Regions from separate parts of the Mus musculus genome. Here regions 1, 2, 3, 4, 5 and 6 are each linked to region 7. Evidence: chromatin contacts called from public promoter capture Hi-C data. All regions are on one chromosome and are shown on one strand. The core of a region is the stretch at or near the end of the contact, and the rest is flanking DNA. Distances in the headings are between cores, read along the strand shown. Region 1 holds the start of Diablo (diablo, IAP-binding mitochondrial protein). Region 2 holds the start of Vps33a (VPS33A CORVET/HOPS core subunit). Region 3 holds the start of Pptc7 (PTC7 protein phosphatase homolog). Region 4 holds the start of Tctn1 (tectonic family member 1). Region 5 holds the start of Mlxip (MLX interacting protein). Region 6 holds the start of Sh2b3 (SH2B adaptor protein 3). Region 7 holds the start of Anapc5 (anaphase-promoting complex subunit 5).

Region 1 (3,174 bases), core at 315-2,814, 700 kb before region 7:
GCTCTCAGTATTAGCAGTATTGGAAGTACAGCCTGTCTGTAGTATTTAGACAAGCAAGACAAGAAGGGGCTTGAAATACCCCCTAGTGTACCACTTGTTCAGCCCATTTGAGTCAGAAGTCCTGGAAACTGCTGATGCCTCATCCTGTAGGCTGTGGAGGTAATGCAGGCAGAGGGCGGGCAGGGCTGTTAATGCCCCGCCTGGTCTGGCATTGCCTGTGCGCAGCTCCCTGGGAGCTCAGAAACCACACAGAGATTGTAATTGGTCGCTAGACCACACCTAGTTGTTGAGTGCTCCAGCTGCCTGAAGACCTCTCAGCTCTGCCCAGATCTCTGGAGTGCGTACAAGTCTACTTTCACCATACCTGAGAGCGGCTGTGGAAGCTGTGGAGGTGGAAGAGTCGTGGAAACTTTGCCAAGTAAGTAAATTGGGAAGAGTGGGAAACTAGAGGCTGCCATTGATGGTAACTGCTAGGCAAGGCAGCAATGAATTTGAGCTAGCTTGTGACTCTTAGCATCTGAGGTGAAATTAGCTAAGGGCAGATGCATAAAGCATATCAAGAAAGATATGAGTGAAATCGAGTTAGTACCCATCACTTGACACCCTTCAATTTTAATCCTGACTGGCTATTAGGCAAGCATACTGGGGGCACACACAAGAAAAAATCCTTAAAATCTATCATCGACAAGGCCAGGGGAATGACGGAGGGAATGAGCAATGTCCTGCTGCTTCCCCTCCACTATGAGACAGGGCCATAGACAGGGCTGCGGCTTGAGTGAAGGGAAAATAAAACTGTCTTCCACTAGCCCATTAGCGGCACCAGCTCCATTAAAAATGCAAGAGATGGTGGGAAGAGAGGGCGGTTGGAGCCTAATACAGAGTCAGGACTGGAAAAGACCAGGCTCCTTCCCTTGTCTGAGTTCAAGTGCCAGTGAGAGTGGGGGGCAACTACTGCTTTAGACTTTCAGTGTAGGGGAGAATAGCACTTTGGGCTTCCTTGGCCTTGGAAGAGTACTGTTCATTGCGTGCAGCCTGTGCGTGCTCAGGCTCCCGGTCTCTGCAGGGCGATGCAGACCTCGTCCACCATCCACGTGCTGCAGTTGCTGCGGGAGCTGCTCGCCTTCGTGCTCCTCAGCTACACTGTGCTCATCGGGGCGCTCCTGCTGGCCGGCTGGACCACCTACTTCTTGGTGCTGAAGTGACAGCGCCCCGGCCCCGCCCTGCTCCGCCCCGCCCCACCGCGCCTCGCCGTGGCTCCGAGCTTCCCCTCCCTGGCCACACAGTCTCCCTTTCCAGGAGCGGCCCCGCCTCGCCTCGCCCCCCAGCCCGCTGCCCGCGTCACGGCGCGCGACCCGGCTTCAGCACCCGTGCACTGGAGCCTGCGGGGACCGGCGACGAAGTCGGAGCGGTTGGAAGCCAGGTGCGACCGTTAGAGCGGTTTCCTGGTGTCCCGGCCCCGCCCACTCCGTTTGTCCAATCGCAACCGCGTCCTCCTCTGGGGGCGTGACCATGAAGCTCCGGGCTCCTTGGGCCCCGCCTCGCTTGCGCTTCTGCTTGCTATGCTGCGTCACTTCCGGCGCGTGCGTCCGGCGTCGGTCCGCCGCGGGATGGCGGCTCTGAGAAGTTGGGTGACTCGGAGCGTCTGCTCTCTGTTCAGGTACGGCCGCGGTAGCAGAGGGCGGGCGGCGGCGGAGAGGAACCGGGAGCGCCGTGCCGGCCAGTGCGTCGGCCCCGGGCCGTGGTGCTGCCGCGTCCCGCCTTCTTCTGAAGTTAGAGGCGGGCCCCCGCCTTCGTCCCTCGTCCTCCATCAGGGACGGGCGCCTGAAAGTGGTTCTCCTCCCACGCATCCCGGGGGCTGGCTTTGGGGGGTCCCCAGGGACACTGAGGGACAGCCGGGCCACGGCGTTGGCTGGCAGCGCATTGTTAGAGAGAGCACGGGTCCCCGTAAACTCGGCCACCGGCGACAGCGGCTCGCTCCCGGGATTTGCTGGAGGCGACCATTGGCGACACCTGGAACCCAGGTCCCGGGGTCTAAAGCTGAATCCTGCGCACTCCGGAGAGTTTTACGTTGGCGTCAAGTTGCTAATCGGCTGCGGCGACTTTGAAACTTCTCCGCCTGGCGGGACGCTTCCACGCGCATTGACCTGTCGCTCGTGGAACTCAGATCGCATGCCCCTGACTCCCGAGTGCCGAGACTTAACTGGCCGTCCTGTGGTTTATTTTCTTAGAAGATTGCGGGCACTTCCTCATTTAGTCTCATTTACTGCTTGGTCCAAAACTCCTGCAGACCACAGAGCCTTTTACAGATTGATTTTGGGCTTTTTAAATTTTGACTTATGTTTCCAGGTACAGACAGCGTTTTCCTGTCTTGGCTAACTCTAAGAAACGCTGTTTCTCAGAATTGATAAAACCATGGCACAAAACTGTGTTGACTGGATTTGGCATGACACTGTGTGCGGTTCCTATTGCTCAGGTAAGGGACTGTCATGTGACTATTATATATAGGGTAAAGGGGCCAGGGAAAGAACGCCCGGACCCTGACTTGCCCCAGAGACTATTTCCAAGTCTTAGTGAACTCCTGAGCATTGGACAAGCTGCCACACTTTCATAGGTACCCCCTTCCATGATGCCATGTACTGTACTAAACCCGCATCTTCCGAGTGGAGCACGTTTCCCATTTTCTCATGTTATAGAAACAGTGTTCTTAACAGATTCTGCCCCCACTCCACCACCCCTGAAACTGAGCATCAGTTGAACTGGGAAGTAGACCGTTATTCTTGTACCAAAATCGAAGGGGCTAAATTTTGCACATGTGCTGCTTAACCTTTGAGGGTCCTGAGGTTAAAAATGCATTGTAAAAGAACTGAAGTGGGGAGGGTAGGCAGAAACGGGAGGAATAGCCATGTGTTTCCCAGCAGCCATCAGGCAGCTCTCACCTTGTTGTAACTCCAGTTCCAGAGAATCTGACACTCTCACACAGACACACTTGGAGGCATGCATATAAAACACCATTCATATAAATTAAAAGTATGAACTACCACCTCCTGGCCTTTTTTTTAAAAAGCACCAAAAGTCCAGGAGGTGGTAGTACACACTTTTAATTCCAGCACTTGGGAGGCAGAGGCAGACAGTTCTTTATGAGTTCAAGGCCAGCCTGGTCTACAGAGTGAGTTC
Region 2 (3,198 bases), core at 498-2,997, 750 kb before region 7:
GGGATTATAGGCTGTGCTACTCCATCTCTGATTAGTAATCCACAACTCTTTAGAAACTCTCAAAAGTGTTAGTGTTTGCCTTTGAATATCTACTAAATGACTGTCTCCCCACACAGATGCTTAAAAAAAAAAACATTGTAAATAATATCTTGTGGGGGCTGGAGAGATGGCTCAGTGGTTAAGAACACTGACTGCTCTTCCAGAGATCCTGAGTTCAATTCCCATCAACCACACAGTGGCTCACAACAATCCGTAATGGGATCTGATGCCCACTTCTGGTGTGTCTGAAGAGTGATAGTATATTCATTTACATAAAATATAAATAAGAATAATACCTTGCAACAGATTATTATTCTCAACTTCAGTATCATTAACTTGCCGTGAGTCCATGGAGATCAGAAGTGGGCATAGAGGATGTGGAACTGGAATGCTGGAGTTACAGGCAGTTTTGAGCTGGAACCCCAACTCTGGTTCTCTGGAAGAACAGCGTGTTCCCACTAAGCCATCTCTCTCTCTTATTTTTTAAACTGTGTTTGCCTGAAAGTATCTATCAGTGCTGTGTGCCTTGCTCTCCTAGGTGAGAAAGGGGCACTAGATCCCGTGTTAGCATTTCTTCCAGGCTCTGCTGCGCAGTTACCTGGCAACAGCCATGTGTGCCTGACTCAATATAAAAGAGGCTGCTTGCGGCCCCCCCCCCCCCACTCTCTTACCTTCTCTCTTCCCTCTCCCTTCTCTCTCCTTTCCCCTTTCCTGTCTGTCTCCACGTGTTCCTGGCCGGCCTCTACGCCTCTATTTTCTCCCTCTCCCCCTCTCTCTTTCCCTTCCCCTTTCCCTCCTCTCCCCTCCCCACCTCCTTCCTCAACTCCCCTCCCCATCTCCCCATGCCCTAAATAAACTCTATTCCATACTATATCCGTCATATGGCTGTTACCTCATGGGGAAGGGATGTCTCAGCATAAGCTCGCAGAGGCACCACCTTCCACCTCACCATACCTCACTCTATCAAGCATATCCCTGGCTTCCTTTTCTTGTTTTATAAAACACAACACCCTGGAACCGGAGTTACAGATGGTCACGAGCTATACTGTGGATCCTGGGAACCTGGTCTATGGGAGAGCAGCAGGTGCTCTTAACTGGTGAACCATCTCTCCAGTCCATTTATTGTTTGTTTATGTGGAGACAGGTCTCACTGTGTAGCCCTGGTTGTCCTGGAGCTCGCTATGTTTACCAGGCTGGCCTTGAACTTGGAGAGATAAGCTTGCTCTGCGATTGAACCACTTACTGGGTGTAGTAAGGTGCATTTTGTAGTTTGGCCTCGATCGCCATTTTACACCAGTATTCTAGCTGTGAAGACACAAGGATGGTGCTTTTAAACGCGACAAATAACATCTAAATTCCATCCTTAAGACCTGGGGATGGTGGCTCACGTCTTTAATCCCAGCACTTAGGAGGCAGAGGCAGGCGGATTTCTGAGTTCGAGGCCAGCCTGTTCTACAGAGTGAGTTCCAGGACAGCCAGGGCTACACAGAGAAACCCTGTCTCGAAAACAAACAAACAAAGTCAATTTTCACTGCTCACCATTCTTAGGCATGGTAGGGAAATACTTTAGAAAGGGGCGGGGAGGGGACTCCTCCTCGCATGCGCACTAGGACCTTGAAGGAGCATCACTGTCAGCAGGACTCCGCCTTTCGCGTTCAATGTGCCTCAGCGACTCGGATCACGTGAACGTCCCGTCACGTGACGCAGGCGGCGTCTGGGGAAATGCGGGTGCCCGGGCAAGATGGCGGCGCACCTGTCGTACGGGCGAGTGAACCTGAACGTGCTGCGCGAGGCGGTGCGTCGGGAGCTGCGCGAGTTCCTGGACAAGTGCGCTGGGAGCAAGGTGAGGGACAGGGCCCCGGCGCCACCAAGCTTGGCCGGGCGGGACTGTGCGAGGCCGTGGGGGCGATCAGGTCGCCCGCTCAGTGACAGCCCCTGGCCGGGAGCTCCCCGACCTGCGAGACAGTTGTCCTTTCCAGCCTGGAAGCACGCACGCCCACAGCCCTCGGCACACAGCTTGTGAAAGACAAGCTGTCACTTCGTAACTTCAACATGGATCGTTTTTTGTCTAGATCGGGGACTTCATAGAATTTCCTTTCTTCCTGTTTTCCTCTCAGTGTTTGAGACAGGGTAACGCTGTGTAGCCCTCGAACTCACTGAGATCCACCTGTCACTGCCTCTGAGTGCTGGGATCGGCTCTCCATTTTATTTTTGAGCCTATTCCTGGCTATATAGACTGTTCCTGCCGGCACTCCTCCTTTCTCTCGCCTCTGGCACTACAGGCATGAGCCATGCTGTGAGGTTTTCTTTTAAGCATTTTTTCCCTCTATTCTGAGATTTATTAATCATACCCCATCCCTCTACAGGGAATGGGAAGTTCTAATCTGAAGAAAAAAACAAAACAGATGCTCAAAGAATCAGTTTTGGGCCCGGCAGTGGTGGCGCACGCCTTTAGCCCCAGCACTTGGGAAGCAGAGGCAGACGGATCTCTGAGTTCGAGGCCAGCCTGGTCTACAGAGTGAGTTCCAGGACAGCCAGGGCTACACAGAGAAACCCTGTCTTGAAAAAACCAAGAACACTCCCTACCCCCACCCACCCAAAAAGAATCAGTTTTGTAAACATAGCTCCAACTAAGTCATTGAGTCAAAAAGGCAGATTATTAAATCACAGGGGGCAGTATTAAACTGAAAATGATGTCGAAATCAGATATAATAGATTGTGTGGACCAGGTTTACAAAGTGTTTCTCCTGGAGGAAGCAGGGATCTTTGATGCCAGTATCATGAAATTTCCCCCTTTGTGGAAGGTTCTTTTCGACCCTTAGGCTATAATGTGACCAGAGCCTTTAAAAATCCTAACTCTAACTTTTAGAAGAATATTCTGGAAAGGTGGCTTAGAGGTGAAGAGGGAGTGTAGCTCTTCCAGAGGAGCCCAGATCAGTTGCTGGCACCTACAGACAACCACTTGTAACCCCAGATCCTTGGAAATTTGATGGATCTGGCCTCTGAGGGGAACCGCACCCACCTGCACATACCCAGGCACAGACACATACAACTAGACATAATTAAAGTGGGGGTGGGGCAGGGAAAATATTAAACCTTATAAAATTATATTCTTACTGGTTATAACTGCCTTTTCTGTTGCTGGTGGTGGAATTTCTG
Region 3 (3,040 bases), core at 333-2,832, 540 kb after region 7:
CAATTACTGTCACAAAAACTATTATTTGCTCCGATGCCATATTTTGTCTAAGCCTATGAAGCTTTTAAGTAACCATAAACTCAATGTCACTGGAGAAGTGAAACCAACGTGACATTTGAACCTAGGCGCCAATGACAGTCTGTCCTTCAATATCAAAAGAAGAGCTTCCCGAACTGAAAGACCTTTAGTGGCATACAGGGAACTCTCCAAGGGCATACCCTAGGTAAAGTTTCTGACAGCTTGTGCATTTGTTTAGGCCTTTGGACAGCTCTCTCTCTCTCTCTCTCTCTCTCTCTCTCTTTCTCTCTCTCTCCTCTCTCTCTCTCTCTCTCCTCTAGTAACTGGGATAGATCTTAGGAAGCACCTGTGGCCTAAAAAGCTGTGACCGAGTCTCACAGCCTTTTTGGCTGCAGCCTACAAGCAGGTCCAGCCATTCTATTTTGGGTCAAGGAGACCTTTCTGCCACCCCCAAGTGACCTCAAGTAGACAAGCTGGGTTAGGGAGAAAGCACTGCTAGAATTTCTAACCAGGCCAGCAGTCCACCCACAACCCCACGGCCCTTCCCGAAAAGGATGGCAATCCGAGGACGGTCCAGGCAGCGGGAAGAACCCACGACGGGGGGCTGTGGGCTCCCCGCCGTCTGTCTTCGGGTCTGCTCCCGGATCCCGCAGCTGGGACCGGGCCGTGGCGTCAGGAGCTCGCCAAGAAGCAGGGATTCCCGGGGCGCCAAGAGGGAGGAGGGAGTGAGGCAAAGCGAGGTTAGCAGCCTGCAGGTGTCGCCGAACGAGGAGGACGAGGTCGCGTGGGGGCTGTGACTAAGAAGAGTGCGCGGTTCTGCACCGGGACGGACTGGACACATTCCCAAGGCGGTGACCTTGGGCACGTGGCTCCACCGCTCTGTCCCTCAGTTTCCCCATTTCTAAAGTGTGGGGATGGGGAGGGAGGGATCGTGAGGCAGAAAACGCATCTCGGGGCGCTCGGCAAGGCGCTGCGCTGCGCTCAGCGGAGGAAGCAGGGAAGACTCGCACTCCGGAGTCCCCAGGAGGCCGACTTGGGGCCGGGGGACTCACCCAGGACGTCGGCCGAGCGGTGGCGGGCCACGAAACACGCGTCGTCCCCGTAGCACGCGCCCTTCTTGAGCAGGCCCTTACGGAAGTCCTTGCCGAAGCCGCAGCCCGCCGTCACCAACCCGTAGTCGCCGCTGCTGCCACCACCGCCGCCGCCGCCGCCGCCCGCCCTGGGGTCGGTCTGCGACAGGCCGCCGAGCACGGCACGGGCCACCAGGCGTCCATACGACAAGACCGAGAACATCGCCGCCGCCGCCCCCCCGAGGAGGCGCGGGGCCCGGGGCGCCGGAGGACGCCGAGGCCCGGAGCCGGCTCTCTCCTCCGCCGCAGCCGCGCCGCCGGGGCGTTCCTCAGGGCGGCGCGCACTGGCCACTGCCGCCCCTGCCCGCCGCACGGGGCCTCGCACACGCTCTACCGCACGCACTGGAGCCAGAGCGAGGTCAGAGCCGGCGGCTCCTCCGCCTCAACCACACTGGGGTCCCGGCTGCAGCCGCCGCCGCCGCCGCCATCTTCCGCTCCACTAGCGTGTTCCGGGCCGCGCCGGCAGCGCCGCCCCCTCTCCGACCCCGCCCCGGCCCCGCCCCCTCTCCGCGGCTCAGGTCCAAGCCCCGCCCCCTCGGACTCGCAGCCCTATGTAGTCACCGGAATCGAGCGTGCGCAAAGGGTGTGGGCGCAGTGTCTCCTGGAAGTCGTAGTTAAGAGTTATAGTCGCTTTGGTCTTGGCTACCTGTGATCCAGGAGTTAGATTTACCAGAGGACTGTAAATTATTGAGAATGACCGGTAGACTGGGTTGTTGGGGGTTTTTTTTGGGGGGGAATTAGAATGGGTGTCCTGTTTTGATTTTTTTTCTCTCTCACCACCTTTTTTTTTCCCTCTTCTGATTTTTTTGAGATAGAGTTTCATCAAGCACAGGCTGACCTCAGACTCGCTCTGTCACCAAGGTTGGCCTTGGATTCCTTCTGATCTTGCCTACAGCTTCTCAAGTTCAAGGATTACAAATTATGTGCCACTATATCTTGTTTAACAGTTTCTTCCATACACACCACATACACACACCCTCTCTCTATATATATTCCTTTACATAACTGTAAGAAACCAAGATTGGGATTCTACACCATCTAGTATACTGGGTGAGAAACGGCAATCCTAACATTTCCATTATTCCTGTGTCTTGAAAGCCCCAGATCTAGTACCCTAGATCCTAAGTTTGACAGTCAACCTGGCCAAGCAGGTCTTTTTCCTGCCTCTGATTTGGAGGCCTTCAGAAACTGTGGAGGGCTGAGAGAACTGCCAAGATGAGGCCTCTTTCTCCAGCCACAGCTGCCTTCTCTTTTCAAGAGGGTCATCCCTTGGCAGAAAGAAGGGGTCAGGCATGATGGCCTATAGCTCTAATCCCTGGCAGTTAGGAGGCAGAGGTAGGCAGATCTGTGAACATGAGGCCAGCCTGATCTACATAGTGAGTTACAGGTCAGTTAAGGTTACATAGACACCCTGTCTCAAAAAAGAAAGAAAGAAAGAAAGAAAGAAAGAAAGAAAGAAAGAAAGAAAGAAAGAAAGAAAGAAAGAGAGAGAGAAAGAGAGAGAAAGAAAGAAAGAAGAGAGAGGGAGATAAAGAAGAGAGGGGGCACTTTCTATTTTATTTTTTCTAAAACTCTTGGCCTATTTGAACAAAGATCAAACAGCCTTCCCCAAATATTAACAATTGTAAGTTATTTCCCTAAGAAATTATTTCAGTTGAGTAACAGCAAAGACTCTTTATCATCATCATCGTCATTACTGTTCTTTTTTTTTTTTTTTAAGATTTATTTATTATTATATCTAAGTACACTGTAACTGTCTTCAGACACACCAGAAGAGGGCGTCAGATCTCATTATGGATGGTTGTGAGCTACCATGTGGTTGCTGGGATTTGAACTCAGGATCTTCGGAAGAGCAGTCGGTGCTCTTAACCACTGAGCCATCTCTCCAGCCC
Region 4 (2,815 bases), core at 176-2,675, 560 kb after region 7:
GCTTTTATTTGGGTGCACACACTCATGCAGGTGCCCCCAGGGACCAGAGGACCGGTTTATATCCTTTAGAGCTGGAGTAACACAGGTGAGAAGCCACCATGCTGGTGCTGAGAACTAAACCCTGGTCTTCTCCAAGCAGCAAGGGCTCCTAATGGCTGAGTCATCTCTCTAGCCCCTAGATGGACTCAGTGAATTATGATGGAAAGAAAGAAAGAAAGAAACTAACAAATGAGTCCCCACTGTCCCCTAAGGCTTTCGAAATGTATGAGCAGATAACAGTCTACACCTTGAAGTCAAATGTCAGAAAATTACATTGAGGCTTGAGACTGGATAAAAGGATTTTGAGAACTTTTCACAGAATGATTTGAAGCACAGGGCTGTAAGACTTAAGGAAGGGCTGGAGAGATGGCTCAGCGGTTAAGAGCTTGGGCTGCTCTTCCAGAGGTCCTGAGTTCAATTCCCAGCAACCACTTGGTGGCTCATGTCATGTCTATGACTGTCTCATGGGATCTGATGCCCTCTGCTGGTGTACATACATACAGACACAACACCATATACAAAAAACAAAACAAAACAAAACATAACTAACCCTTAAAAAATACCTGAGAGACAGAGGCAGGTGGTTCTCCGAGTTCGAGGCCAGACTGGTCCACAGAGTGCATTCTGGGACAGTCAGGTCTACAGAGAGAAACCCTGTCTCAAATTCCTCCCCCATCCTCCCCCTACCAGTAAACACACACACACACACACACACACACACACACACACACACACACACACGATGAGAAGAACATTCCAAATGATATAATCATAAAGGCAGATATGGAGGTTGGATGCGGTGGTGCATGCCTGGCATGAGGCACTGACATAGGGCTGCCTTGGGTTCGAGATTAGTCAGGCACAGAGAGATCCCGTCTAAAAGAACCAAAAAGTTAAGAATTCTTTTGTTTCTCTTATCATAAATAAATCCGTGGACAGAAGTGCTCTGGCGACCTCCTGCGATGTATCCAAAGGCAAAGAAAGTAAAGAAAGTGTTACATGGGGTAAGAAATTCAATGTAACTTAAAGGAACCAAGTCACTTCTAAACATGCGCTGCGGGTCTTTTATTAGAAATACTCTCTTCTAGGCTCTGCCCTAGTCTTGACTGACTCCGAATTCTGTGAGGCTATAGCTGGGAATCTACATTTTTAAAAAAAAAAAAAAAAACAACCACGCAGCACCCAAAGTGTCACAACAGAAGTTTACATCTTCCGATTTTCTGAGGGCTCCTTAGAAAGAGCTGTCTCATACCCCGCCCCCACCGGCCCCGCCCCTCCTCTCCGATTCCGCCCAGGCCCCGCCTATAGCCTCGCCCAGCTCCCGCCCCATTCGCGGGTCTGACTTCAGGCCCCACCTTCTTCCGCAGACCAGTTTGGCCTCGCGAGCCCTTTCCCGTGATACCTAGCGCTAGGCTGTGACTGTTGCCCGGGCAACAGACGGGCCTAGCTCCCCGGCGCGGGCTACTCTGCTAGGCCATGGGGTCGCGGGGTCTCCCGCCGCTCCTGCTGGTGCTCCTAAACTGCTACACCTCTTCGAGCACCCAGGTCATTGCCATCCCGGCTGCGGCCACCCCAGCAGTGACGAAGGAGGATCTCAATTCCACCAAGGCCACCCCCACCACTCTGCAGCCCTCCCTGTCGCCTAGGACCCCGGGAACTCCCAGGGCACCGGAGCGCTCTGGCCCCAGGCCTACCCCGGTCACGGACGGTGGGTACAAAGGGGTGACCCCCCTGGAGCGGGTACACCAGCTCAAAGTTACCCCCTTCTCAGCCTCCCTGTCGTTACCCTCAGGGGGAGATCGGATCTCTGGCACACAAATGCGGAGGGCGGGGCTCAGTTACTCCCTTTTCCGCATCATTGCAGACGGCTGCAGTGGGGTACTAGATAGAAACCTACAGAATGAGTTGAAGGCAGTACTGGTAGAAGAAAGAGTGCTAAGTGGATCTTCGTCCTCTCCACGCAGACACACGGACATGGGCATCCCAGTTGTGTCTAGATTACTGAGAGCCCAGCAGATATTTTCAGGGTGATTAAGTGCGTTTTAGACATTTTTTACCAGCTAAATGGAGTTATTAAACACACCTGTTTCATCCGTATCTACTTACCGCTCGGAATTTGAAGCTTTGGCAACAATTCGTGGTTGTAAATTTAAACACATGAGGTAGTGGACTTAATTGCTCTCTCCCTTTTACCCATCCCAGTGAAGGGAGTATGGCGTTCTTTTAGTGAGTACGCGCAGTTGTCCATGGCTAGAGAGGACCTAGTCAAGGAGGAGCTAATTTGTCTTTCGGACTAAGAAAGCATTTTTCATTTATCAATAAAACTCCCCTTTCCCTTCGTGCCTTTCCAGAGCGTTATACCACTTTCGGGGGGAATTTTTTCTAAATCTTAAAAAAGTATTTTAAATTGTGTGTGCATATTTGTATATGTTTGTGAGGATGGGGTGGATATATATTGGCGCCCTTGGAGAACCGAAGTGGGGAGCTGGAGTTTGTTTGAGAGCTGGCTGACTTGGGTCCTGGGAACAGAAGTTAGGTCCTGTATACAAGCAGTATGTGCTTTTAACTCCTGAGCCATCTCCCCAGCCTGTTCTAGAACCATTCCAGTCTCCTGCCTTCGCCTTCTTTCCTAACTTTGTTCCTGACAGGTTTGCTAAGTGACCCAGACTGGCCTGTAACCTGACATCTTCCTGACTCTGCCTCCCAGTTGCTGAGATTCCCAGGTGTGGGCCTCCCAGCCTGCCTCCCATCTCTAGAGCTTGTTTTTTTGTTTTGG
Region 5 (3,118 bases), core at 232-2,731, 570 kb before region 7:
AGTGTCTGGGATGTCAGCCCTACTGACATCTCACACATAAGTTTTTAGGGTCAGTCAGAAAACCCTCTAGCCAGATGTGGGCATGAGAGGCATATGTTTGTGATCACAGAATTTGGGAAGCGGAGGCAGGGCAGTCAGGAGGAGTTCAAGGCCAGCCAGCATCTGCTCAAAAGACCCTGGCTCAAAAAGGAAACAAACAAACAAAACAAAACAAAAACAAATTCCAACTTCCCAGGAAAATAAACTCCACAAGTCCACTGTGTGCAAAGGGTCCTGCCTCAGAATTTCCCTGTAAAGGAGATGTAAGAGAACCCAGGCTCCAGATGCATGGACAATCAGGAAAAGTAACTCACATTTAAGCAGCACCTAAAAACCCACTCGGCCTATCTCAACCCTTCCCTGAAGCAGCCCCCTAGAGGTCAACACTACTGTCACCCCCCACCCCGCCCCCCTTTATAGACAAGGAAACAGGCTCCAAGGCGTTACACAATCATTAAGATAGTGCAGCCAGCGCCCTAGCCACCCTGGACAGGTGATCTTAACCGTTGGGTGTTGCTGTAAACACACAAAGCAATAGAAGGAAGGGGTCCACAGAGCCAAAAGAAAAGGAGGAAAACAACAACACACAGCCTGTAGCTACACCTAACTCTTGTCTAAAACCGGTGACCACGGGCATTGGAGGAGGGGAGGGCCTGGATGGGGAACACGAAGCCGGAAGAACCCAGGAACGACCGGCTGACAGGGCTACAAGGCCGGAACCCTGGCGCCTCTCTCCATGGTGGAGACCCCAGACTCACAAATCGTCCTAGAAGGAATTTCCAAAGGGACAGTGTGAAGCCAAAGGTCCAAGCTGGGTTTTTGTTCAAGAGAGACCGGGGTGAAGATGGGGCTCGGCCAGGTCTGGGAGTCGGGTGGGGGCGTCACCGGGTCCCCTACCTGTAGGCCAGGGTCATGCACTCGAAGAGCTTGGTGAGCGACGCATCGATGGACAAGTGGCAGGAGCTGGTCTTGCCGAAGCTATAGGTCTGGCACGTCTGCTTGTTGACCGTGTCGAAATCATAGCCCTTCTTGGGCGGGTGCTCGCGGTGCGGAGAGGACACCATGAAGTGGCCGCTGTGGATGATCTGCTGTCGGCGCGGAGGCTCCTCGCGGCCCGGGCCGGCCCGAGGCGGCAGCGGCGCGGCGCTCGCGTGGGCCCGGGCTGAAGTGGCCACGCCGGAGGGGGGCGGCGGAGACGGCTCGTCTGTGTCCGAGTCGTCGTCGTCCTCGGGCACCTGAGGCTTGAGCAGCACCGAACGGCCCCGACTGCGGGGCCGGCGCGGCGAACACATGAAAACGTCGGCAGCCATGAGGAGAACCTGGTCCGGGGCATCCCCCGGGAGCCGGGGCGACGTAAAGCGGAGAAGCACGGGGAACGGAGGGGGCCGCCGGCCCGACCCGGCCCGGCCCTCGCGCAGACTGCCCGGGAACGCGCGGCCTGAGGGGGAGGGCGCGGGCCTCCTCGTAACGTCACTGTCGTCTTGGCCAATCGGATGCTCGCCTCTGCCTCTTAAAGGTGCAGGAGGAAGCTTTTCTTCTCCGGGCGGACAAAAAAAAAAAAAAGCCGGAGGCCACGCCTCCACGCCCGGCCCCTGGCTGTCCTCTTTCCCCTCCGGCTGGCCCTGGAGTAGAGAGACGAGAAAGCCAGGCCGCGCCTCTCGGGGAGCCTGGGCTCAGGGCGGCATTGGCTGTCTGTTCAACTAGTCTGGCTCCAGCCCCTGCCCCGCCTCCGCCACGCCCGGAGCTTGGGAATAGCCCTGCGGCCTCACTGCGGGCAAGGAGGGCACTCCACGTGGTGGGTAGGGGTGGAGCTCCTTCCCCCACATTAGGCCAGCTTTCTCCCTCCATACCCGGAACTGAGTCCTCAAAAGCCTTCCTGATTTTGTCTACCGTCCCCATTTTGTTGATGAGAAGATTGAGTTACCTACACTCTAAGGGGTGTGCCTAAGGTTCCAACAAGACCCAAGAGCAAGGCTCACAGAATCATCACATCCTTAGGGGCAGAAACTGACTCTCCCGGGTTAAGGCATGGCTCCTGGGCATCACCGCTCTTAAACAGTAGTAGAGTTCTGCAGGAGCCTAGCTGTCTGCCTCCAGACCCAACAACTTCAGCCACAAATCAAAATACTGTCGCTATTGTTTGGAAGTTTGGCCCAGAAGCCAAATTCCAAAGGGGAAGTTTGGAGCCTAGTTGTCTTTACTGCAATTCCTAGGTCTCAGAAAGTTGTGTCAACCTAAAAATAGCAATGAGCCAGTCATGGTAACACATGCGCGTGCCTGCAATCCTAACAGGAGGGGAGCAGAGGTGGGAGGATCAGAAGTTCCCCAAATTCTAGGTTAGTTTGAACTGCATGATACCCTGTCTCAAAGACACTTTTATTTTATTTTATATTTTAGGAAATCCAGTGAGATGGTTCAGTAGGTAAATAAAAGCACTTGCTGTTAAGTCTGACCTTCATTCCAACCCGTGGGACCCACAAGATAGAAGACTCCCAACAACTTAATCTCTGACCACCCCAACCCCACTGTGGCATCTGCGCTTCTCACGATAAATAAAGGTAAAAATAAATAAATAAAAGATTTTGTTTGGAGACAGAATCTCTACATGTAGTCCTTATGTAGACAAGGCTGGCCTTGTAACCACCACGAGAGATTATAAGAGGGGAAAAGATCAGGGTGTCTTCTGTATATGACAAGGAAGCTACACCTGTGAAATCTCCATGGTCTAAACAAGAACTACAAAATTGCAGCACCAGTTGACATCCCAAGATGGATGGGGGAAATCTCACAAGACCCCCTCTTAAATGGAGTTCAGGCAACTAATGATGCGGGGGGGAGAGAGAGAAAGAGTTATTCTCCAGGGAGAAGATGGGTTTTCCAACCCCACATAGTCACCTTTTCTAAACACATCCTATCAATACTAAAAGGACTCAGCAGGCTATATTTATACATGTGTGTGTGCCTGCATGTTTAAAAATAATAATTAAAGAAGAGGTCACATTTCAAAGGGAGTGAGAAAAAGACAAGGGAGGAGTTGGGTGGGGGTTGGGGAGTGGAAATGGTGTAAATACAGTACTCA
Region 6 (2,979 bases), core at 320-2,819, 980 kb after region 7:
ACAAACAAAAAACAAACCAAACCTGACTCTGCACCTAGACCTCTAAAATAGCACGTGTTCCTTCGTTGTAGGTGGGGCCATTGCTACTTTTCTAACAAGGCACTTTAGAGCCTCTGCATTTGGCGCTGCATTGACTGGGATTGCCTTCCCCCCTCATCATGTGGGAGATCGCAGCTTAAATATTACTCAAAGATTTCTCTTCCTGTGTCCCAAAGACAACTCCACAACGGAGCTGTCACCGATGCTGTCTCCCAACCAGAGTGGCGCCCCCACGAGGGAATCACTAACTGATGTCCACAAACACCTTATAGTGCCTAAGACATTGCCTTGGCTCGTTTTTTGGGGGTGGGTGGGTGGGGGCTTCTTCCAAGCCATTTTGCTACCAGGCTCCAGCTTGCTGCCGTCCGATTGTAGTGGAAATCCCCACCTACGGGGGAGTCCCTTCTTCGGGCTCCAACAGCAGGCCCGGGGACTGAATTCAGCCCGGTTGGTTAGGCTGCTCTAATGTGAGCAACTCACTTCTTCCAGTCCCTGAGTGGGCTGGAGACACGTGTTATTTCCATTTCATAGATGAAAAAACTGAGTTGGAGGGGGTCAAATATTTGGTCCCACGCAGCAAGGGGAAGGCTCCAGGGAGCCAGCGGCTCGTGGGAGCCTGTCGTCTGGGAAGGCTTGCAGTGGCCCCTCCAAGCTGGGGGCGTGGGCGGCCTGCTTCCTGTTGGGGGAGGGGGAGGGGACAGGCATTCCTCTTTCCCCTCCCTCCGTAGAGTCGCGGGGAAGACTGGCGTGCAGTGAGTGACTCCACTTCAGAACAGGGGCACCCCACTGTTAGCCAATGTGGCGATAGAGAAAAGGTAAAGGGCTAAGGGGCGCGCAGGCGTGGACGTTCAAAGGGCTCGGCTGCCTGGGATGCGAAGGAGCTCTTGGAGAAAGTTTCATCAAGCTAGAGAATGCGGCCGGGCGGCCAGGTAGAGAACAGCCTACTCGGCCCGTTCCGGGACTCCGAGGACCTTAGGAGGGGAGCGGACTTCAAATGGATGGCGCCGCGGAGGCAGGACGGCTCGGCGGAGTCATGGATAGTGGGGCCAGGGTGGGGCTGGCCCCTTCCCCTGGAGGTGATGAAAACCGCGGTCGCAGTTGCTAGACCCGGCCGGGCAAGCTCAGATAAGGTTGGGCTTGGAGGGAGTCCGCAGGGGCGCGCCCCTAGGAGGTCCCGAAGGTCGGGGCAGCCACGCCCATCGCGCGCCTAGCCCCGCCCCACCCCTTCTAGGGGCCCCGCCTTGCCGAGGCACGCGGTGACTGGCCAGCGCGAGAGGGGCGGGACCGAGCACGCTCCTCCCCTTCGAGATTCTTTATTTTATTATTATTTTTTTTCCCTTCTTTAGGGGGCGCGACGCAACTTGGGTGCAGAGAGCGCGCCTTATGGGGGCGGAGCTTGTCGCTATGCTACCTCCCACCGGGCAGCGGGCGGAGGCGCGAGAGGAGGGCGGGGCCGGGATAGGCTCCGCCCCCGGCCTCCGCAGGCGGCCCCGGGGCGTGGCTCTCTGTGGCCACGCCCCCAGGCCGCCCTCCGCCGCCGCGCGCGGCTCGCGGCTGGTTCCTCTTTACATAACGGCGTGGGGCGGCATGGGCTCGGGCCGTCGCCTCCGCCTGGCCGCTCTCCAGCCCAGACTGTCACGGGCCACACGGGGTCCACATCGGCGGCGGCAGCAGCAGCAGCGTCCTGGGGACGGCCCGAGGCCGCGTCCCCCGGCTGCTGTCAGGAGCTGGCGGCGGAAATGAGGCGCTGGCCGTTTTCCGAGCCGGGGTTTCCTGCCTGAGCGCCGAGAGGCCGTGCGACGCCATGGGCCGGCCGGGCCCCGACCCGCAGCTTGCGCGGTAAGCGCGGCCCGCCGAGCGTGTTGGAGGAACTGGGCCGGGCGGCCGTCCCCGGGTCCCGCTTCTGTTTTCTGGCGTTTCCTCATTCTGTTTCTCTTCCCCAATCCCAGACCGCAGTGATGTGGGCGCGGAGGTCAGTGCTTTCAGCTGGGGCCTCCGGAGAGGAGCCTGGCGGGGCGCCGCGGGAGGAACCGAGAGCTGTCCCGGCACACAGCGTGCTTGGGCCCCTGCCGGGGGGGGGGGTGTGCTGGCGGTGAGGGTGGGAGGGGGGGACACGTGTGTCACTAGTGCCCCGGTGATCAACCAAGGATGATATGCGGAGTCCTAAAGGTGAAATCAGCCAGAGATGGGGGAAGGGGGTGGGACAGGCCATGACAGGCCAGGGCCCGCTGGGGGAAGTTGAGGTTATAAGAGTTTTATGCTCTTAGGACACTTTCTGAACCTTGTTCCCCAGGCCTCCTCTGGGAGGAAACGCCATCTGAGCCAGGAGGGGTGAATACATTCTGGAACTTGTGCAGTCCCAATGGGTGGTCAGCTGGGAAGGGGCTGGCCCGCAGCAGCGGCAGCAGCTGTGGTTTGGGGATCTCAAGGGCTGGGCAGTGACAAGAGAGGAAACCGAGGGTCCTAGAGGCAGAACTTGTGTTCTTTCTCCTCTGCTCTCCAAGATGAGGGTCGCGACCTCAGTTTCCCCGCTGTTCAGTGAGTGAGAAGAGATTTGTGGTGCAGTTACAATGAGGTGGAGTTTTAATGAATGCTGTGTGGAAGGCACCTGCGTCCGGCTGGGAGAAGGGCTCAGTTACAGGCCGTTGGGAGAAGACCTCAGTTACAGGCCGTTGGTTTTCAGACTGTCCAGTTTTATTGACCCTGGCCCTGGGACCGTCCTCGGCTCTCTCCTGAGCATAGCTGCTCTGGGGTTTCCCGAGTCTGTGGGCAGGGAACTCTGAAGGACCCTGGGCAGGGTCAGATGACAAACCCCTTCCTGGCCTGGGTTCCCTCAGTTGACACCTAACTTGTGAGGGCCACCAGAGCACAGGATGGCTTGATCAGGAGGGCAGGCAGTCATGACAAGGGTGTTATCTGTTTTGTTGAGGTCATTTGCTG
Region 7 (3,021 bases), core at 39-2,538:
TTCTTCAGCCCTGATAATAATACTTTAAGCTCTAGAGAACTAAGTGTCTTGAGAAATACAGATAAGTAGAAGGGGCATTGTGAAAAGTCAGACTGAAAATACTGTAGACCGGGGGTTGGTTTTAAGAGCTTCATTTACCTGATGTTGGACTTTGTAGTGACTTAGGTGGGATACAGATATCCATTCACAAGAAGGTGGTCTTACCTTTTGTTTCACTATGGGTATCGCACTTGCAAACTGACACGTAGCTGCCTACAAATGGCATTTGTGAGATGTTGAAGAAAAACATGGGCTCTTGTCCTTACAAAAGGAGAATAAGGACAGGCATGGTGGCTCCCTACTGCTAGTAGGGAGGCAGAGGCAGGTTCTACAAAGGGCTGCATGGTGACACCTTGTATCAAAAAAATTTAATATGAGTGAAAAAAATGCTTTTTGTTTTTGTTTTTCTAGACAGGGTTTCTCTGTGTAGCCCTGGCTGTCCTGGAACTCACTCTGTAGACCAAGCTGGCCTTGAACTCAGAAAAGAAATCTGTCTGTCTCTGCCTCCCACGTTCTGGGATTAAAGTCGTGTGCCATCATTGCCTAGCGAAAAAAAAGTTTTTTGAGGCAGGGTCTTCTTAACTATGCAGACCTAGCTGGCCTGGAACTGGCTTTATAGACCAGGTTGGCCTCGAATTTATGGAGATGTGCTTGCCACTGCCTGTGCCTCCAGGTTGCTGGAGTAAGAGGCAGGGAGCTATCACATCTAGTATGCAAATATAATTTAAACATGCCAATTTAATCCCATTGCTTTTAAATACAATGATTTAAAAATGTCTTTTGGGCAGGGTAGATCATTCAAATCATCTCAGCTATTGTCGCGAGTTCAAGGCCAGTTTATGCTACTTAGTAAGTTTTTTTTTTTTTTTCTCCAAAAGGGGAGGAGCATCGCTTCAGCTGAAGGTCTTTGTTAAGAGAGCTTCCCTGGTATACACATATACAGGCGAGGTGTCTTGTTCAATTTCGTGTACCGCTAGAGGCAAAGATGCAATTAAATGGGGGCGAGAAGGAAGATCAAATTAAATAAATACACGCGTGGCCTGTAGTTCACGCTGTCTCTGATCAAAATCCCTGCGTCTTCCTCCCAGATCCCTGTCCACGTCGACTAGGAACCTGGTCGCCTTGGTTGAGCGTTTCTGTAGGGAACCGATTTGCCATAACACCATTTATGTCCCACCCCCTCCCCTACCCCCGCTCACTACAGGTTTGGCTGTTTTGATTGGCTGTCAGTCTTCCTTCTGGTCTTTGATTGGTCGAAGGCACCGCCGGGGTGGGAGAGGGACACTGAGGCCCCCGCTACTGTGGGAAACAGTCTTGGGCGGGTTAAGGTGCCGGGCGGCTGCAGCCATGGCGTAAAGGCGGCTCGTGGGCGCGGCGCGTGGCAGGCCTGGAGAGGGCCTGTCCTTGCCGGCGTCCACGAAGAGCCAGGACTTCAGCCCGATGATGACCAACGGGGTAGTGCACGCCAACTTGTTTGGCATCAAGGACTGGGTGACGCCCTATAAGATCGCCGTCCTGGTGCTGCTCAACGAGATGGGCCGCACGGGCGAGGGCGCCGTCAGCCTCGTGGAGCGGCGGAAGCTCAACCAGCTGCTCCTGCCCCTGCTGCAGGTGAGGGGCGCCCGCTCTTTCCCGCCCATTACCGCACGCGCGCGCGCGCTTCGCGTGGGCCCCGCCCTGAGCTGGAGGGCAGGGAAGGTCCAGCCCCGGGGGAGGGGCCCTGGGGGCGGGGCTTCATCTTGTCACTGAAAAAGAACACTAGCAACTGCATGATATTTCATCCTAAGCTAACCGGCATGGTTTAACTCTTTTCCTATAAATGATAAGTTTTGAGGGTTTTTTTTTTTGTTTTTGTTTTAACATATAGGTTCTTTTAGTTTGGTTTGTTTGTCTTTTTTTGTTTGTTTTTGGGTTTTTTTTGGTTTTTCGAGACAGGGTTTCTCTGTCCTGGAACTCACTTTGTAGTGGTTTGTTTTTCTTTTTTTCTAACTTGTTTATTTATTATATGTAAGTACACTGTAGTTGTCTTCAGACACCCCAGAAGAGGGGGTCAGATTTCATTACAGATGGTTGTGAGTCACCATGTGGTTGCTGGGATTTGAACTCAGGACCTTCAGAAGAGCAGTCAGTGCTCTTAACCGCTGAGCCATCTCACCAACCCGTGGTTTGTTTTTCAAGACAGGGTTTCTTTGTGTTGCCCTGGATGTCTTGGAACTCGCTCTGTAGACCAGGGTGGCCTCCAACTCAAGAGATCCCCCTGCCTTTGTCTCCTGAGTGCTGAGATTAGAGCTGTATACCCAGCCATACAGGCAATCTTAAAATAGTATATGTCAAATACAATTTCCCAAGAAGTCGAGTTGGGTTACCTACATCTAGAGTGGTGTAAACACTGACTTTCTAAAAATGGCCCCAGTGAGTAATTTTAAACCTTGTCTAGAGAAGGCTCTGCTTCTGGGTTAGCCTTCCTTCCCCAGTTCAGAAAACGATGAAATGTGTTTATACTCAGGAGAACTAGAGCACCCACCTTTGTATAGTGCTTCCCGGTGTGCAAAGCCTTTCACAGTCTCCCACTTAACTTTTCCACAGACAAAGGAGATAGTGATTATTAAGTCCATTTAACTGATGGAGACGGGCTCAGCGTTGCCTGTTAAGAGTAACAAAGGAAAGAGAGCCTTATCCTATAAATCCTGTTCATTTTTCTTTCTCCTTTTTTTTTTAATAGATTATTCCATTGACTAAAACCAATCTACAAATGTGAAGTATGTCTTCGTATTTTGCATAGTCAGGAAAATCCTGATTCCATGTGTCTCGTTTGGAATGATTGATAAATGACTCTTTTCAGTCGTTTCTCAGTCCGAAGCTCTTTGCCCGTTATCTCTAACCTTATTTTCTCCTTTACACAGGGCCCAGATATTACACTGTCAAAGCTGTACAAGCTAATTGAAGAATCGTGTCCTCAGCTGGCAAATTCAGTGCAGATCA

Evidence for each region. Promoter capture Hi-C pulls out the DNA fragments that hold promoters and counts their contacts. Capture Hi-C pulls out chosen DNA fragments and counts their contacts.
Region 1: a promoter capture Hi-C map of liver shows a contact between it and region 7, with 2.4 times the contacts expected there. The contact joins the promoter of Diablo here to the promoter of Anapc5 in region 7. A contact is called at or near these places in 1 of 39 promoter capture datasets (liver), 2 of 115 datasets of contacts at active chromatin or transcription factors (astrocytes and memory CD8 T cells) and 1 of 9 other capture datasets (liver).
Region 2: a promoter capture Hi-C map of pre-B cells shows a contact between it and region 7, with 3 times the contacts expected there. The contact joins the promoter of Vps33a here to the promoter of Anapc5 in region 7. A contact is called at or near these places in 1 of 39 promoter capture datasets (pre-B cells), 1 of 115 datasets of contacts at active chromatin or transcription factors (effector CD8 T cells) and 1 of 9 other capture datasets (pancreatic islet).
Region 3: a contact with region 7 is called in a promoter capture Hi-C map of pre-B cells, with 2.5 times the contacts expected there. The contact joins the promoter of Pptc7 here to the promoter of Anapc5 in region 7. A contact is called at or near these places in 2 of 39 promoter capture datasets (liver and pre-B cells) and 1 of 115 datasets of contacts at active chromatin or transcription factors (effector CD8 T cells).
Region 4: a promoter capture Hi-C map of hematopoietic stem and progenitor cells shows a contact between it and region 7, with 2.8 times the contacts expected there. The contact joins the promoter of Tctn1 here to the promoter of Anapc5 in region 7. A contact is called at or near these places in 3 of 39 promoter capture datasets (the HPC-7 cell line, hematopoietic stem and progenitor cells and liver).
Region 5: a promoter capture Hi-C map of pre-B cells shows a contact between it and region 7, with 2.6 times the contacts expected there. The contact joins the promoter of Mlxip here to the promoter of Anapc5 in region 7. A contact is called at or near these places in 1 of 39 promoter capture datasets (pre-B cells) and 1 of 115 datasets of contacts at active chromatin or transcription factors (memory CD8 T cells).
Region 6: a contact with region 7 is called in a promoter capture Hi-C map of pre-B cells, with 3 times the contacts expected there. The contact joins the promoter of Sh2b3 here to the promoter of Anapc5 in region 7. A contact is called at or near these places in 1 of 39 promoter capture datasets (pre-B cells) and 1 of 115 datasets of contacts at active chromatin or transcription factors (astrocytes).

What each region holds. Positions count from the first base shown.
Region 1 is chr5:123,522,554-123,525,727 of GRCm38.p6, reverse strand. Diablo (diablo, IAP-binding mitochondrial protein) reads left to right here and starts at 1,564. Exons shown (of 6, transcript NM_023232.3): 1 at 1,564-1,657; 2 at 2,347-2,473. The coding sequence starts at 1,608. Mir7647 (microRNA 7647) reads left to right here and starts at 3,033; the gene lies at 3,033-3,091.
Region 2 is chr5:123,571,564-123,574,761 of GRCm38.p6, reverse strand. It overlaps Vps33a (VPS33A CORVET/HOPS core subunit), which reads left to right and starts at 1,747. Exons shown (of 13, transcript NM_029929.3): 1 at 1,747-1,882. The coding sequence starts at 1,781.
Region 3 is chr5:122,282,940-122,285,979 of GRCm38.p6, reverse strand. Pptc7 (PTC7 protein phosphatase homolog) reads right to left here and starts at 1,582. Exons shown (of 6, transcript NM_177242.4): 1 at 1,071-1,582. The coding sequence starts at 1,311.
Region 4 is chr5:122,263,070-122,265,884 of GRCm38.p6, reverse strand. It overlaps Tctn1 (tectonic family member 1), which reads left to right and starts at 1,425. Exons shown (of 14, transcript NM_001039153.3): 1 at 1,425-1,747. The coding sequence starts at 1,516.
Region 5 is chr5:123,393,161-123,396,278 of GRCm38.p6, reverse strand. It overlaps Mlxip (MLX interacting protein), which reads right to left and starts at 1,481. Exons shown (of 17, transcript NM_133917.3): 1 at 937-1,481. The coding sequence starts at 1,349.
Region 6 is chr5:121,835,449-121,838,427 of GRCm38.p6, reverse strand. Sh2b3 (SH2B adaptor protein 3) reads left to right here and starts at 1,569. Exons shown (of 8, transcript NM_008507.4): 1 at 1,569-1,878. It overlaps Gm32422 (a long non-coding RNA gene), which reads right to left and starts at 267. Exons shown (of 2, transcript XR_387683.2): 1 at 1-267.
Region 7 is chr5:122,819,609-122,822,629 of GRCm38.p6, reverse strand. It overlaps Anapc5 (anaphase-promoting complex subunit 5), which reads left to right and starts at 1,288. Exons shown (of 17, transcript NM_021505.3): 1 at 1,288-1,650; 2 at 2,943-3,021. The coding sequence starts at 1,480.